Regions from separate parts of the Gossypium raimondii genome. Here region 1 is linked to region 2. The links are chromatin contacts, called in public Hi-C maps. All regions are on one chromosome and are shown on one strand. Each heading gives the region's core, a stretch centred on a gene start, on an enhancer-like site or on the middle of the called end of the contact. The rest is flanking DNA. Distances are from core to core; before and after follow the strand shown.

What was found. Hi-C and Micro-C count contacts between places; a contact is called where the count stands out from the background.
Region 1: a contact with region 2 is called in a Hi-C map of leaf, with 2.3 times the contacts expected there. The contact joins the promoter of LOC105779714 here to the promoter of LOC105780516 in region 2. A contact is called at or near these places in 2 of 2 Hi-C or Micro-C datasets (both in leaf).

The regions. Positions count from the first base shown.
Region 1 is chr4:38,804,860-38,809,702 of ASM2569854v1, reverse strand. It overlaps LOC105779714 (60S acidic ribosomal protein P0), which reads right to left and starts at 2,344. Exons shown (of 5, transcript XM_012603607.2): 1 at 1,920-2,344; 2 at 1,740-1,808; 3 at 762-860; 4 at 281-673; 5 at 1-194. The coding sequence starts at 2,177. The coding sequence ends at 51.
Region 2 is chr4:38,654,394-38,659,405 of ASM2569854v1, reverse strand. It overlaps LOC105780516 (probable zinc metalloprotease EGY2, chloroplastic), which reads right to left and starts at 2,574. Exons shown (of 12, transcript XM_012604900.2): 1 at 2,223-2,574; 2 at 2,068-2,140; 3 at 1,670-1,813; 4 at 958-1,008; 5 at 753-863; 6 at 397-471; 7 at 206-311; 8 at 16-109. The coding sequence starts at 2,377.

The DNA.
Region 1 (4,843 bases), core at 1,095-3,594, 150 kb before region 2:
ATTTTTCTCAAGTCTTCTAATCCTGAATCTTTCTACTAATAAAGACAAACTTAGTCAAAGAGACTGAATCCCATATCATCATCAGACTCTTCTTCTGGTTCTGGTTTTTTCTCCTCCACAGGGGCAGCAGCAGCCGGAGCAGCACCACCACCAGCAGCAACAGGGGCAGCAGCAACGGCAAATTTGCTTGGATCCTGAAAGCATGCAACAATTACTTTAAGCTCAAAAATGACTTGGGAAATTCAAGAAATAGTTTGCAGGATAGGAATCAATTCCGTACCGCCAAATACTCTTTCACTTTATCAGCCTGAGGGAAAGAATACTCTGTTGCAACTGCAACAGCCAAGACATTCTTGTAGCCATTGATGAACATGTGTGGTGCAGCTGCAAGGGTCGGGTATGAGATGGCAAGAGACAATGCAGTAACCATGGAGACACCAGTAGCAAATTTCTCAATCAGGTCATCCTCGGTAAGATCCAACACCTCAGGGCTAAAAACAGAGCCATTGTCATAAACAGACAATACAATAAGACCATATGAGAAGGGCCTAATTCCAAGCTTGGCAAGAAGTGCAGCCTCAGAAGACCCAACCTTGTCGCCCTTCTTGATAAGCTCCACAGGAGTGATAATTTCAACAGTACCCTTGTTAATCTTGGTTGGAATATTAAGAACCTGAAATGTAACAAAATTAATGATATGAACTGAGCAGTGGTTCTAACAGCTAAAACACAAGATATCACTGGCAGACAAAGTGCAGTACCTGGAAGAAAGAAGTTTGTGAAGGGTCAAGCCCAGTGTTGCCGGGTGGGACAACCACATCAATGGGTGCAACCAGACCAACACGAGCAGGAGCTCCAACCTGTTCAAAACAAAATATGATGGTAAATCCAAGCACATCGAGAAAACAAGATATTTTAGCAAGAAACAACCATTACATCAAACGAAGTTGAACTTCATAGCACCAAGAAGAAATTCATAATACATTCAAATGAAAACTATTATAACTTACTAGGAAATGAACCAGCAGCAAACAATGAATCTTTCAACTTTTGAAGCCAGATCCAATAACACAATATTTTAGCAATAAACAACTACATTAAATTAACTTGAACTTTACAGAACCAAGAAAAAATTCATGATAGTCTGATTCAAAATACAACATATGAGTTTCAAATCTAGAACCAAAAGGACACACAATTGGACTCCACAAAGAGATTTCCGTCGAATGTATTGGTTAATTCAAGTATGGGGGTTCAAGTAAACTATTATAATATACTAGCAAATGAACCAGAAGCAAATGGTGTCCCCAACTTCTAAATCCAGAACCAAAAGAAAACCAGATAGAACTCCACAATCAGACTGGTATCAAATCCATTGCTTAATTTAAGAATATGGATTGCCGCAAACAATCACAATACGTTAGCAAGTGACTTGAAAGCAAAGAATGAATCCCCAGAAGCATACATGCAACTTAACTTCTTACAATCGAGCCCAAAAGCTGAGAATGGAATTTCTCAGCTATCAAAAAGCTAAAATATTATTAAATCAATGTGAAAGATAAATACCTACTTTCAACAACATAATAATAACTTCAACAGAATATGAAATATCAAGTTCACATGTTCTTAATTCGATTTTCCATTTATTACATTGCAACATTGACAAAAAAAGAATGACAGAAACAATTCTAATATCAAATATTTCAATTTTAATTCATATGAAAGATATAATAACAAACCTTGTACTTGGCAACTTCCTCACTAACTTCCTTCAAATCACCCTTGGTAAAAATCAAACCAACATTTCCCTGATTAAAATAAACCCATAAAACAATCACTTCTTTGCTCTATACACAAAATAATAATGAGCCCAATATACCAAAAAAAATATATTAATAAATATTAGAAGTTTAAAGAACCTGAAGCAAGGGGATAAGGTTAAGGAAAGCCTGGTTTCCGGTTTTCTCAGCGTGCATACGGACGGACCGTTTCATCATTGTATTTTTACCCATGAGAACAACTGAGTCACCTCGAAGACCTTTGCGAATGTTCTGGAGCTGATTCGAACCCACATTGTCGGCTGCCGCAATTAAGATCTGGGTGTACTCGTCTAAGAGCTGACATAATTTAGCATCGTAGGCGATTTTCTTGTCGGCTTTGGAGGGCTTCACTGCCATTTTGGGATGGTAGTATTAGTAACAAAAGGCCAAGACGATGCGTTTATGCTCGGTTAAAATGGGGATTAGGGTTACAGTAGGGTTATATAGTAGGATGAGAAATGGGAAAGGGGAATTAGGGTTTTAGGGTTGTTCTTGACCAGACGGTCGAGATTGGGTTTGGGCTTCATATTCGACCGGTCATGGTTTAGTGGACCTTAGAAATTGCCCTTTTTAAGACAAAACCTTGAAAATCAAGGTTCAAATAGAAGATTGAGGTCATTATATCCGAAGACTTCTTTAGCTTGCGTTTTCTTTCTCGCCCTTTGGATGTAAATATTTTGGATAATTATTGTAATTTATAAGTTCGACTGAATTAGAAATTATACTTTTCGAATTTTAGGGGAATGCGAAAATTAGGATAATTACACTTAAATCTAATTATTGTATAACTTTTCAAATACTGTACATGATTTAATTTCAAAAATTATTTTTATATAAGTTATAAAAACTATATTATAATAATAAATAAGTAGGAGTGTTTGGTATGGGTATGGCCAAAAGTTTCTAAGGTTATATTATAAATCTTAAAAAATATATTATAAAAATAATTTATATGTATTTTTGAAAGTTATAACAAAAAAATTATATTATAAAAATAATTTTAATGTTATACAAGTGTTATAATCTACTTATTAATAAAAAGTTATAGTCATAAAGTATGGCATAACTTATTTACGCGTCTAGGGGCTCCTTGAAATTTTAGAAAATTTTAATTAAGCTTCCTCAAATTCATGCAAATTCTTAGACCCCAATTGTTTTAAAAAAGTCTCATTAAACTCTTAATTTTTTGAAAATTTTACTAGGCCCCCAAAATTTAGTCCAAAAATCCACCATTGTATGTGTCCATGCTATATAGTATAAAAATATTTTAAAAAATGTTATAATTTTTTCATTATTTATTTATAAAAAATAACTTCCTAAAGTTATGACAAAATAATATTATTTATAAGAGATGTTTGAAAGTTATTGGATACTTTATAAAACCTTTCTTTAAAAAGGTTATGTATTATAAAATTTATATTATTTTAACTTAAGTACTTATTATAGAAAGGGCTATAGCCTAGCGTAAGTCTTTTTTCAAATTGAGTTTATATAATTAAAACTATAGCTTATTTGCACTGGAACCCAAATATAATGTGGTAGATGCTACTTATGCAAATGCAAAAAGGTTTTCTTGCACCATATCATGAGGTACGATACCATTTGAGAGAATGGAGCCAAACATAAGTACTAGAGACAACTTGTGAAACTCTTTAATTTGAGACATTGAAAGCTTCCAAAATATAGTTAAGAAGACATTTGTTGTTCTAAAAAAGAGGTTTCCTATATTAACAACACCACCTTAGCATAACAATAAAAAAAAAATTGGATCACATGTTATACTTTATAACTTCATTTATAGGCGGAATTGAGATGATTCAAACTTTGAAGAGTACATGAAAGAAAAAAATCTTGATAATCTTAATGATGCAAATTCATATTTAGATGTAATAAGAACTATATGTTGAATGTTAAAGAGTGAATAACCCAACAAATATGGAATACTAGAGCAATTAGACCAAACTACATATGATATTTATTTTATTGTTATTTTATTAGTAATAATATTATCAACTATTTTCTTGGACTAACATATTACATATGATAATTCAATTTTAATTTTTGTTACTCATTTAGAATTTTTATTTATCATACTAATACGTTTATAGTAAATAATATTTTACAAAATAAATTATATAACTGTCTAATTACAATTTTACTAGCAAACAAGTTAAGGGAATTACAATTTTTGTAATTACAATAGAGTGTAATTATTAAGATAGTAATTATATTTTATCCAATTACTCTTGTGCTAGTCAAATATACCATAAATGTATTTTTTGTTATATTAGAGAATTTATATCATTAAAATTCGTTTATAAATACATGTTGGACATGTGCATGTTTAATTTAACTTTTCTAGTTTGCTTTTGTTTATTTGGAAGCATTAAACTTGCTTATCTACATTCATATCAAGATATGTATCAAATGTAAATGTTTGATATATATATTTTAAGAAAAATGAAGAATCGGAAAGAATATGAATTAAATTACCCCATTTATGATGATTATTAAAATGGAAATATTACTAATAAATGTTGGGTGTAGTGATAAGACATATTGCACTCTTAGGATGTGCTTGGTTAGATAGACAAGTAGAGGGATAGAAGGAGAGAATAGAAAAATTGAAAGAAAATAAATGTTAAGTGTGCTCGGTAAGAAAGAAGGTGAGAGGAAAGAAAATAAAAATACAAATTTTTTATCCTAATACATAAAAATCAATCTTTCTAAATTAGAATGATAAGAAGTGAAAAAAAATGAGAGAAAAGTATATGTTAGTTCAAAATTATGCAATTTTCAAATGTTTTAATTCTTTCCTTTCATTGTTTTACTTTAGCTAGTAATAGATAGTAAGAAATTTACTTTTTCTTTCAATTTTTCCAAGCACACTTATGAAAAGAAAAAAAATCTTCATTTTTCTACTCTTTCAATTTCCATCTTTTAAATTTTCTATTTACCCAACTAAACACGAGAGAACACAATTCCAATTTTAAAATGATATTATTGAAAAAAATCATAAACCT
Region 2 (5,012 bases), core at 1,325-3,824:
GATAGAAAATCATACAATAAGTTGGACTGCAATGCAGGCACATTCCGAAGAAGTAAGGTAAACACTGTAACCAGACCAAAAGCCCCAGCTGCCAACCACTCAGGGACAGCTGCAAAAAGGATACTTTAGTCTTAATGGCAATGGCTTTGGTGTATGACATGGATGACATTAAACTTTTGAATAACGTAATAGCATAGCCAAGTACCAGTTGTCTCGGGTTGCAAAGTTGTTTTCGGGACAACAACTGCCACTGGTTTGTCATCTTCTGGATTGATAAGAAGGAAAAGCTTATATTCATCGTCAAATTTGTTCTGTATATTCATTTAGAAGAAATTAAATAAAGAATCAGCCATTAACCTCCACAATAGTACAATGGAACAAGCAGAGTAAACATACCTGCATCCTAGTAGATATCTTTTCATAACTTCTAGCAGCTTGTCCCCGAAGATTTCCTTTGAACAATACTCCACCCTATCAAATATCACGCAAAAAAAGAACATAAATAAGAAACAAAAATAAAATTGCTAACAGTTTTCTGCTATCTTATTCTCAAGGACAATATAACACCTATTGAAGGAGAAGTTCAATCTATAACCACGTAAATATTATTATCTCCATGGATATGTTATGAATTCAAGTTGCAGAGGCAATTTTAGTTGATTTCAGCCCCTTAAGAATCTTCTGATACATGTTTGAAAGAAAAGGAAAAAAAGGATCAAGGAAGCCTAGAACTATCAAAATAACTAACACACCTCATAAGGTTCCTGGCTCGTTACAAAGAACGTATCAAATGCAAATACTTGATCCTTAAGAATGTCAATGGTTTCCTTTGGAATCCTCATTGATTCATCCAGTTGTTGTGGCTGTTCAGGAAACAAGGGAAGATGTAAAAGAAACAGGAAAAGAAGATCTCTCTTGTAAATTCCAGCCTAGGAAGTGATACAGCATCATGATCACCTTCACACCTGGCAGAGGCGATCCACTAGTAACTTCAATAGCGTCATCCTCCTGTATCAAACACAATCCTGATGTGATAAAGGTTGAGCAAGCTATGATTAATGTTTTGCAGATTACAAAATGGCAGCTGAATGTGAATTCATGTACTAAAATACTTCAAATTGTAGGTATGGCAGGAGCTTGCTTGGACTCAAGGGTCAGTGTCGGATGCGTATGCCCAAATTTCTAAGTTTTCCATATATTTGAGGAGGTTCATACTCCCATACCAATATTCGAACATAATGCTAGTTATAGCTATAGCTAAACTACCATCTAGCTTTCAATTGGACAAAAACATTTCTATCAAAATAGAGAAACGGGATTAAAAATCACCAAAAGTTACGAATTCAAGGAGATGAACATGAAATCTAACAAAGTGGCCTGCAAAAAGCACAGTAGCACGATCTTGCATTGAGAACAAACCTGGCAACTTTGGACATGATGGATTATACAGACATGAGCAAGAAGAACACGAAAAAAAAATACACGAATGCAAGAACATTCAGATTTTATATAATATGAAATATTAGCATATTAAAATTTATATAAATATATACTACCTTAAAACACGAGACAAATACCATCTCTAATTGAGAACCAAGTAATGTAGGGGCTTGCCTATTGCCCTATTCTGTCACTATAAGGATACTACTACAGAATAGAAATTTAGTACCTGCACAGCACCTTGAGCTGTAGTTTCTGCATCATTATTGTTTATTTGTTGAACATTTATGGGCTGCAAATCAATCTGGGAATCTTTTTCCTCTACAGAATCAGTTGTTGCCGGCTTTTCTCCACTTTCATGCTTATCTTCCTCCTACAGACATTCAACATCGAACATCAAAGAACATTTCCCTTTTCATCTAAAAATAAACCATCTTGAGCTAACTGCTGGATCCAAAATTGCAAAAATACCACATGTTGAGTGCATTCACAAAGTAGCTCATAACTTCTTGATAGATTCATTAATGAAAAATGCAATAATTCCAAATTTGTATCAACATAGAAAAGAAAATAAAAAAAAGGAATTTTTTTTAGAAGTCCGAACTAATTGAGTAATAAAATAATTACCTCATCATTATTACTATCTGGTCCAGTTTCTGTTTCAGTCACTCTACAAAACATCTCTCTTTTCCTGAAAAATCTATAAGAGGAATAAAGAATTAGTTCATAAGCTTTCTTCTTTAGCAGAATATTTTTAAAAAAATAATGAGAAAAAAAACTACCTAGGGACGCGAGAAAACTTCAAGCTCCTTAAACGACACCGTTGCGACTTAGCAAAGCTCGAAGACGACAACAATGGCTGAAACCGAAGATCGCAGCAAGAGCTACATTGAGATAAGACACCAAAGTTCCCGCGGAAACTTGCTGCTAAATTCATTTTTTTATTTTTTCTAAAAGAAATGAAATCCAAATTCCTCAAAAGACGTAAATTTAATTCAATTGAAGATCAAATTTCCATTGGAAAAAAAATTCAATACTTTATGAAAATTTTGCTTCGCAGATTTTTAAAAGAGAGATTGGAGTTTTTTTTATGTTATTTTGGAGTCTTATCCGTTTTGCTGTTGCTCGTTGCATCGAAGGAGTTACTGCGAGAGAACGATATTTCTGGGAGATCCGATTATTGAAAGGCGAAACCTATTGCACCAGTTGTATTGAGACACGTGTGTAGTGAAATTGCGTGTACTATTTTGAGTGGTGCTGTTGTTGAGGAATCTCAATTTTGAGAGGCTACTTAGATATTTGATGAATATCTGAATAGTAGCTTACCTGCTTGGTAATGCTTGAAAACAAAACCTTAGTCACTCTAAATTTCTTTTTAGGATTTTTTACTTAAATAATATAAAATAATTAAATAAATACTTACAAATCTAGATAGAAGCTACAGTAAAAAAGGTGTCACCTGGTCAATCGACGGTACTAGACTAAAATATAATGATTTAAAATATTTAGGGATCTGATATGCAAACTTACCATTTTGATTGAAAAGCCAGATAGTTTAGGGCACCAAACTTCAAATAGGGTAAATTACTCCATAAACCCTTCTTATTTATTATTTCTTTTTGTTTCCCTTCAACACAAAAAAAAATAGAGAGGCCTCTTACCAATTAGCCCAAAATATTTTTTTACTAAAACGTATTTTTGTAAAAAAGCGAATTCCAGACTGAAATAAATTTTATTTATTTTTAAAAATAAATCTTTTGTTCAAATACTTTTTGTAAAATTATTTTTAAAAATTATTCAAACTAGAAAAATTTTTGAAAAAATATTTTCGATAAATAAATGAAATTTATTTTCAGTTTAAATCGATTTTTTTTTAAAATGCTTTTTAGTAAAAAAAAACTTTGTGAACTAATTGGTAATAGACCTCTTTATTTTTGGTATGGAAGGGAAATAAAAGAAAATAAATAAGAAGGGGTTATTAAGCAATTTACCCTTTTGAAGTTTAGTGCTGCCAAGCTGTCAAGTAGCACCCTTAAAGTTTTTCATCACATTTCAGTCTGATGCTGCCGATTGACCAGGCAGCACCCATAAAAAAATTTAAACCTAATGTGACCGATGGCGGAGGAGAGGGGTGTCGCCAATTGGTCAGGCGGCACTGATTTTTTACTGTAGCTCCTGCTTATATTCGTAAATATTATTGTCTTTATCCCATTTCAGTATTTATTTAATTATTTTATATTATTTTGATAAAAAAATCTATTTTTTTATTATCCAACTATGAATATCACATAATGATTACTCAATTATAAATATTTTTTTGTCATTCAATTATGAAAAGTTATAAAAGAGTCACCTAACTATTCAATTTTATCTTTTCTGGTCACCAGCGTAGGGATGGCAAAACTCGAATCGTACGATGAATTTCGAATCAATTCATTCTGAATTGAGCAAATTATTTCTTTTGAAAAGTGAATGCGGGGCGAGGCGAGGAGACTTTTTCTTTTGAAAGGTGGGTATAAAACGATTATGATAATTGCTTGTCCCACCCCGACCTACTTCACTATATAAAATTATCATTTTGTCTTTATATATATAAATTATTAAAAAGGTAAAAATGTAATAACATAATATATGAAAATCCATATATATATATATATATATATATTATGTTTAAATATTTTTTGAAGAATTATGTTTAAATATTTACTTGACTTTGAAAAGATTGAAAATATTAAAGATAAGTAGCAAAAATTAAATTGAAACAGGGCGGAGTGGGGATGGATGCATCTAACATCCATGGAGGTGGTAATGATTTTCAAAATTGCGCATCCATAATGGAGCGGGGTGAGTGATAAAGCAAAACATGCCAACTGAAGAGCAGTGGTGGATTTAGCAATATTCGCTTTCACCTAGCTCAACGCCATCCCTATATCAATAGGTTAACAGTGGTAGCTTTTAAAATTGACATAATAGCAACTTTAACCTCAACATTTATACATTGTGTCAATTTAGTCTTGATTTTAAAATATCTAACCCTCAACATTTTACGCATTGTGTAATTTGATCTTTTTTGCAATTTTGTTTTTTCTTTGTGACTCTTTCACCTAGAAAGCTTAAAAAACAAATTTATTAGCTAAAGATAAATTTGTTTGAAAATATACAAAATGGAAATACCCAAAATCCAAGATAGTAATTTTCATCTTTTCTCATTCTTTTAAAATTAACACTCAATGTCACAAAGAAAAACAAAATTGCAAAAAAAAAATTACGAACGTGTAAAAGTTTAGGGTTAATTTTTTTAGAATCGAGACTAAATTGACATAATTTATAAATGATGAGGGTTAAAGTTGCTATTATGTCAATTTTAAAAGTTGTCACCATTAGCTAATTGGTGATTAAAAAGACAAAATTGAATAGTTAAGTGATCATTTTGTAACTTTTCATAATTAGAACCAAAAATTTTACTAATAATCAAGTGATCATTTTGTAACATTTCATAGTTGACTAACAAAAAATATTAATAGTTGGCTATCTACTAGTGGAGATAGGATTGTATGAAATAGGGATAATAT